Regions from separate parts of the Nomascus leucogenys genome. Here region 2 is linked to region 1. A link is a contact called in public Hi-C data. All regions are on one chromosome and are shown on one strand. The core of a region is the stretch at or near the end of the contact, and the rest is flanking DNA. Distances in the headings are between cores, read along the strand shown. Region 1 holds the start of INTS6 (integrator complex subunit 6). Region 2 holds the start of WDFY2 (WD repeat and FYVE domain-containing protein 2).

Region 1 (3,811 bases), core at 693-3,192:
CGTTATAATCTGACGTTCACCAAGTAGCAGCTTCACTTTTGGTTGGTTTGGCTTGGTTAACGTGTTAATACTGCACCGCTGCTGAGGAAACTCTCTTCCAAAGGTGGCCCAGGAATAAACCTGCTTCCTCTCTAGGTTTTGGTAGTTAACAGCCTTAATACTTTATAACTTCACTGACAAATTTACTACCTAATCTAATAGCCAAAATTTGGGTATGTGAAGGTACTAGTGGAAGCAGATGGGAGCCGGACTTAGGAAGTTAACCTGCAGCTGTCCCACCGGCCCTCTTAGGACGAATCTGACAAGACCAATCCTGGCAGCCCCGCATCTGGCTTCCGGGCCGGCCGGGCCGATTCCCCTTTAATGCAAACCGGGGCTGTGCGCGGCCGGGCCCGGCTGTCACTCCGGCTAACTTGAATAAATATCCCCCACAGTTCATTGCTGCCGCTCACGCCGCGGAGGGGAAATGTCGGCCATGTTGATAGCAGCGCCGCCGCCGCCGCCGCCGCCGCCGGGCCGGGCCGGGCCGGGAGGGGACGGCGGTGGCCCAGCGACTCCGCGCCGCGCTAGGACGCTGCCGAGCGGGGGAGGGGGTGGGAGCCCGCAGGGAAGGGACCTCAGCGGCTGGGAGCGCAGCGGGTGGGGGAGGGGAGCATAATGAAGGGTGAATGGGGGGGGCGGGGAGGGCGAGCGAGGAAGGAACAGGGAAGGGAAAGGAGGAAAGGGGGAGGGCGAGGGCTATTACCTTGATAGCATAGGGCGGCTCTTCGAAAGTGACCAGCATATACCTGTCTCCTCTGCTGGCAGGGTCCCGGGCACGGAGCTGCGGGACGGGAGGAGGAACAGGGCGGGCGAGAGGGAAGCACAGAGGCGAGGTTACGAGGCGGAGAAGGGGCGCCCAGCGGCCCCGCCGCCCCCACAGTACCGCACACGCAGCGGCCACCCCTCCACGCCGTCCCCCACACACAGATCGCTCCCCACACACCGCCCGGGGCCGGAGCCCGGGCCCCGGCCCGAGCCCGGCTCGCAGCGCCCGCCCGCCCGCCCGCGCGGTGGGGGAGGGGGTCCCCGAGCCCGGCAGCTCCCGCAGTCAGGTCCCCGACACCCCCGCCCCGGCCGCCCTCCCCCACCCTGCCGCCCGCGGGCCGCCGGGCCGGGGTCGCCGCCCGGGCTCGGTCAGTCGGTACCTTCATGAAGGTCTCTACCGCGCCTTTGGCCGTGTCCAGGTAGGTGGTGCCCAGATGGCTGCGCTGGTTCATAGAGGCAGACGTGTCTATCAGGAACAGTAAGATGGGCATAGTGCTGGCCGGGGACACCGGGGCCCGAGGTGGTGGAGAAAGAGGAGATGGTAGAGGTGGAGGGGCCGGCGGCGGCGACCGCCGCTACGCGGGGCGGGGGAGCACGGCCCCCGGGAGGAAAACACCGTCTGGGTCTTTCCTCCGGCTGCGGGGAGTTTCTCCCCCGATAGTTGAGAGGAAACTCCCCAGACCCAGTCCTCCCCGTCGTACCCCCGCCTCCGCCTCCTCCTGCCTGCCTGCCCGCTGGGGCGGGCGCCCAGCCGTCTGTCTGTCGGTCCGTCCCCCCCGCCTCGGGGGTCCCGTCCCCGCTCCCGGCCCCTGTGTGTGTCCCAGCGGGAGACGGGCCTGGCTCCCCACCCCACCCCCGGTACAGGGAGTGGGGACCTGGGAGCTGGCGAAGAGGGGAGTGGGCTGAGGGGAGATTGGCCCTAGGGCTGTTGGGAGAAGTTTCAGGGACTCCCTCCGCACCCCGACGGTGTCACCACTTTCTCAGCCCCTCTCGCTACTGAAGCGCTTTTCTCTCTCACACTCCGGTTTTAACTCGGGCAGTGGCTGCGGAGGCTCCGCCCCTGACACGTCCCCGAGCCACGTGATACACCGCCTCGCCGTTCTATTGGTCAGTCCCTATCCTTTCATTAGCATATTTAAACAGCTCAGGGGCGAGGGAAGCTTGTAAGCCGGCTTCGGGGACAGTTATTGAGCACGCGCGAAGGCGGGGCGTCGGGTGCGCGCGAGCGGGCGGGCGGGCCGACCCGGAGGCGGGCTTCGGGAAGGGGCGGGGCCGGACTGCGGAAGGACCGCGAAGTGGGGGCGGGGGCCGCGTCCGCGCGCGCGGGGCTGCTGCGGCGGTGAGCCTGCGCGTCAGGGCCGCTGGCCTCTCCTTGGCTGTTGGAGGTGATAGGGGTCGAGGGGAGGGAAAAAGGGGCTGGCGTCAGCGCCCCCTGTGAGGTGGCTGTAGCGTGGACGAGTAAGAAGGGCTGAGTAAAGTGGACAAACACCTGGTTAGGAGAAGAGGGCAGGCCCGCAGCCGCCCTCCCGAGGAGGACTCGGGGCCTCGCGGGCGCTGGAGGAGGTTCCTGGGCCTCGGAGGGCCGCCCCGGCGCGGGCGCGAGCGGGCTCGGGCGGGGGAGGGGAAGTGAGAGGTTGTTTATGACCGGGGACTAATCTCCTCCGCGAGTCACAGCGCTCCCTCTGGGGAGTGCGGTTGAGGGGCTGTCCTCGCCCGGAGCCTCGCTCGGCCTCGGGGGAGCCACGAGAGATGGGAGTTGGACCCGCAGCGGGCCAAGAGCCCTGTCGGAGGACCCGCCAAAAAGGAAGCAAACCCTCTTTTTCTTTATCCAACCCCAAATAGGGCCTAGGGGAAGACTCATATCGATAAATGGTTTGTTGCCCGTTTTATTCTCTGGGAAATACAACTGATCCTACCAAAGAAATACCTGTCTCATGCCGTGTTTACTTAGAGCCACAGAATACCTGTTTCAGAGCTGAAGGGGACCTGAGCCCATCATAATCCGTTACCTCGTGTGCAAGCGGAAAAACTGACTTCAACTTGCCCAGATGGCGCAGAGAATAGGTTTCCCGTAACCCCGCCTGTGTTTTTCCTTCAGCCTCGTCCCAAATGCCGTGGGAGGGAAGGCATTCCCTGTCAAGCTGCTGTCACCTTACCTGAAGTAAGGAGTCCACGCCTGCATGTCCGAGGAAAACAGTTTTCTCAAACACATTAGTTGAAAAACTGAAGACACTGCCTAAAATACAAGCTGAGTTAGAGACAGCCCTTGTAAGACTAGGTAGGTATTTACAGGGCCTCTCCCACTAGCTTTGTTTTTCCAGAGTTTGTTCTTTATCCGGAAATTCTTAATTTGCTTACTGATCATTTAAAGAAAGGGTTCTATTAACATTGACACAGAAGAGACACTTTGTGGCACTTTTTAAAAATCTGGGTTTCGTGACTTGGTATAACTTATGAAACTTACTGTTAATTTATAGCAGAGCTATTTGAGTAATATGCTCTTCTATGAGTATGAACAACAGAAGAAGTGTGATTTTTAAAGAGATTTGGACTACAAAATAAGAGCATGGAATATAGGCTTTACAGCCAGTACTTGCTGAGGATGTACTGTGTATTAGGTGTGGTGCATATAAAAAATAAATAAAATGTGGTCCCTATCTTCAAAGAGCATATGTTTTCTAGGAAAATGCTACATATTACTAGCTACTCCAAGGCAGAAAGTTGTTGGACACCAAATCAGAAAAAATAAAAATGTATTACCTTGGGGTGATGCAGGAACATTTTCCAAGGTTTCAGCTTTGCCTTAGTGTTTCTTAAACAGATCATAGATCTGAAGATAAGAATCAGAGTTCTGTGGCAAAATACGAGTTATTTTACCAGTTATAAAGATAAAATTTGTCTTTCAACTTGATCATTTGCATAATTTTATACAATTGCTCTTTAGTTCTTTGTATTTGTGCTTTTCAAACTGGTCTGTGGACCCCAGCCTACTGAAAACATTCTC
Region 2 (3,912 bases), core at 55-2,554, 130 kb after region 1:
TTGGTTATCTCCTGGGTGTAGGAAGGAAGGAAGGAAAACAAAGGGGAAAGGGGATATAGAATGTGGATTTTTCCCACAAGAGACTTTGCAGGGCAATTTTAAGGCATGGCAAGGAAACATAATTTGGGGTAAAACATTTTTATTTTCTTCCTTGTTACGCCAGAGTCAGATTGGAAAGTAAGTCATGATATACACGGTCAAAACCCATCTGATGAGAATTTATGGTTTTTGTAGGCCACGACTCCCCAGACTCCTTAGGAATTTGGGCAAGATAAAAAATCGGAGCTTAGTCTTCACGATCAACCCCACATGTCAGGCCTTGTGGTAGGCACCTAACATTCAGTCAGTAACCACAGTAACTCTGTCCATTGTGTCTGGAGCAGGCTAAAAAGGCTGGATTGCTGGGGAAATGGAAAGAAGCCAGCACTAGGGGTCTGGGTTCAAGTCTGGAGGGAAGGAGGGGTTGTTTAGCCCTAACTTTGCACTAAAGTAACCTTGGCTGAGTAATTTAGCCATCTAAGAAAACGAGGGGATAGACACCACAGATGATCTCTGAGATCCCTTGAAGATGTCTGTATGAAAGATTCTCTCCCTTCCATGTCCCTTCCGTGCCACTATTCTGAGCATCAGCCTGACCCTACGAGTGGTGACGTTCTACTCAGCTGGGGGCTGCCCCTCAGTTCCCATAGAGGCAAGTCTGGGTCCTGACTTGGCCAATGGCCCTGGAGGCCGCTGAGCTCCTCAGGCCCACAGCGCAGCGAAGTGGGCGATAGGTCATTCCAGGACAAGGGGGTGGAGGCTCCAAGAAACTACGACTCCCAGGAGGCCACTGGGTGCCCTCCGGCAGCCTGGGCCTGGTGCATGTTGGGAGCAGTAAGCGGCCTCCCGCCGCGCTTCATTGTTAAGACCGCTAGGCCAGGTAGCCCGCGCGCATGCCCAGTCACGTCCCAACTAGTTGGGCTGCTTTCCTTCCTTTCTTTCCTTCTCTTTCCGGTCTTGCTGACGCACTCCTTTCCCCGTCCCACCTCCGCCCTCTTTTCAGGGAATTTCGAAGGGGCGTGGCCTCTGGCAAGCGCGTCCCCAGGGGTGTGTATACGCGCGTTCACGGGAGGTTAAAGAGGGAGGGGACTAAACCTTGGGTGTGGAAGGCAGAGAGAAGACCGCGGGGAAGGAAAAGCGCATGCGTCCTAGTGGTGCTGCAGCGCGCGGCGAGTCGCGGAGGGGACGGGGGAAAATGGGCTTGGGGGACTGACGCACGCGCATTGGGATACCAGATCCCCGCCTCCTGCTCCAGGTTTCCCCTCCTCCTTCACCACCCTCCCGGAAGTGGAGCCGCCCTCGCGCCCACCAGCGGCTACTACCCCCTGCGGCAGGCCCCGCCCACACGGGCTCCGCCCCCCCCGGCTCTCCGCCCCCTCCTCGGGTAGTGGCGCCGGCTTGCGTCCCAGGTCGTGGCGGTTTTGGTGCCTGAAGCAGGGAGCGCGGAGTCGTTCCCGAGAGAGGCGGCCAGGCTATGCTCGCCGGTTTCCGGCGTTCCGCTCCGGCCAGCCAGAGTCTCTGTCTCAACCTGTGTCCGTGCTCCAGCAGTCTCCTCAGTCCGGCCCCGCGGCGCGGTTGGCGGCGGCGCCCCAGGCGCGCCCCCTCCTCCGATGGCGGCGGAGATCCAGCCCAAGCCTCTGACCCGCAAGCCGATCCTGCTGCAGCGGATGGAGGGGTCCCAGGAGGTGGTGAATATGGCCGTGATTGTGCCCAAAGAGGAGGGCGTCATCAGCGTCTCCGAGGACAGGTATGGACTGCTGCCATTCGGCCGCAAGGAGGGCGGGACGGGCCGACGGCCCCCGAGCCCGCGTCAGGGGCTGTGCCTCCACGTCGGCGCGAGTGTGGACTTGCTCCCCCAAGTTTTATTGTAATGCGCATCCTGGTGGTGCCGGTGTCCAGCTGCGCGCCACCTCCGCTGTGTGGCTCCGGGAAGCGGAGCCGGGACGGCGGCGAGCGCTCCGGCTTCACCCCGGGCTGGGTAGTGCCTGCGTGAGCCGGGTGGCCCTCGGGCTAACGGTGCGCCGGAGGGACTTTGGTCCATCCCTGAGGACAGGAGGGAAAGAGGGGAGGAGCTGCCCGGCCCTGCAGGTGTGTGCTTGGGAAACGATGCCCTGAGCCGCCTCTGCAGGGTAACCAAGGGGTTTGGGGTACTGTCTAGTACAGCTCCCAGGGTTTCAAACGGAGAAAGCAAATGCCACTCCTTCCCAGACATTCCCACTGAATCCAGATAGCCCAGACATCTTAGGCTGAATTCAATGAATATTCTAAGTTGTACCAAGAGTAAGTTTAGGCTTCTGCGTGGTGCCTTCTTTCCTTTCCCCTCCTTATCTCTTGGAGCTCCAGGAGAAGCGCGTAGAACTTGTAACGGATCACTGCTGCAAATAGCTCTTGAGTTCCTTCCCTTTGCCTGTTTCCTTTATTTTTGCTTAATTTTGCTTAATTTGCAGAAGTGGAACTGGTTGTTCTGCCTTCAAATGTTCTCCCTGTTTTGCGTGTTCGCTTTAACTGAATTTCCTTTAATATGCAGAAATAAAGCTGATGAAGCTAATTTCTAGAGGAATGTTGCTTGAAGATAGTATTATGATAATTTATCTGGAATTGTTTCTTTGCTAAAATCTATATAAGCATTCTTACAAAAGAACACTATAGAGCGGTATATAACACGGGGAGTTTACAGTAAGTAGGTTTTCTTAATATAAGTTCAAATCATGCAGAGGTAAAGTATCCTTTCTTGGTGACTCTCAGAATTGAGAGGCTAAGAACAAAGTGCTCATTGCTGTCTTTATAGTCATTTCCGCACTTAGTATAGTGTGTGGCCTCAAAAACTGAGCTCGATAGGTTTGTTCATGTCTTAGGTTCTTCACTATAACTAGGATGAGTATATTAATGACATGTTTTTGTCTACATTATGCTCGATACAAATGGCGCCTGATTAATTTCCTATGCAGATCCAATGGAAAACATTGTAAACATACACCAGTGGCAAGCATTCTGCAATGAACAGAAGAAATTCATGGCTGAAATGGAGTACATGGATGTATAGGACCCTTTTGAAATTCACAGAGAAGCCTTATGAGAAAGTTTTATTTTTTCCATAAAGGCAAAATTTTATTAAAAAGACTGCTTCTGGACCTAGACATTCTTTGTCACAGTATTGTTTTTATTGGATATATTCCATAAAATATATTGAAGGAATATATTGGTAGATGTCACTTTCCCAGTCTGTAACTACTGGAGATGGAACTGATCAATTTCTAACTGCTGTGGAAAATTCATAAGCAAATTCATGGAATCAAGAAAAGGAGAAGGATAGTTAAACCTAAGCTGCTTTAATATTTTATTTATTTATTTTTTAAGACTAGTCAAGTACGGTAGTGAGAAGGGGAAAAGAGTAGAACAAGGAGTTCAATCTGTAACTGACTGTGAACAATTGAGATAATAAAACTACCTTCAGACCAGCCCAAGCTCCTTTAATATTAAGGTGTTATTATAGTATTGAAACTTCTGATTCCCATTTCACCACATTTACCTTGAAGGAAACAGCTTTGCTGGGGTATATTTTCAAGTGTTTGGAGACGCTGAAGTAGTGTATATTAATGAAACTGACGAATAAATTTCGTTGTGGCAGGCGCCTATAGTTCCAGATACTTGGGAGGCTGAGGCAGGAGAATGGCGTGAACCCAGGGGGCGGAGCTTGCAGTGAGCAGAGATCCCGCCATTGTACTCCAGCCTGGGGGACAGAGCGAGACTCTGTCTTAAAAAAAAAAAAAAAAGAATAAATTTCATTTGATTATAGGATGAAAGAAATGCAATGTTCAGCTATATCTTAGCCTAATTTTCACTTTCCTAGTGTACAATGTAAATAATAGAAAT

Evidence for each region. A called contact is a pair of places that touch in the nucleus more often than the background predicts.
Region 2: a Hi-C map of a lymphoblastoid cell line shows a contact between it and region 1, with 4 times the contacts expected there. The contact joins the promoter of WDFY2 here to the promoter of INTS6 in region 1. A contact is called at or near these places in 2 of 4 Hi-C or Micro-C datasets (a lymphoblastoid cell line and an unstated tissue).

The regions. Positions count from the first base shown.
Region 1 is chr5:77,643,873-77,647,683 of Asia_NLE_v1, forward strand. It overlaps INTS6 (integrator complex subunit 6), which reads right to left and starts at 1,943. Exons shown (of 21, transcript XR_004030181.1): 1 at 1,188-1,943; 2 at 746-823. LOC115835196 (a long non-coding RNA gene) reads left to right here and starts at 2,115. Exons shown (of 2, transcript XR_004030183.1): 1 at 2,115-2,192; 2 at 2,759-3,472.
Region 2 is chr5:77,774,399-77,778,310 of Asia_NLE_v1, forward strand. It overlaps WDFY2 (WD repeat and FYVE domain-containing protein 2), which reads left to right and starts at 1,305. Exons shown (of 13, transcript XR_004030184.1): 1 at 1,305-1,786.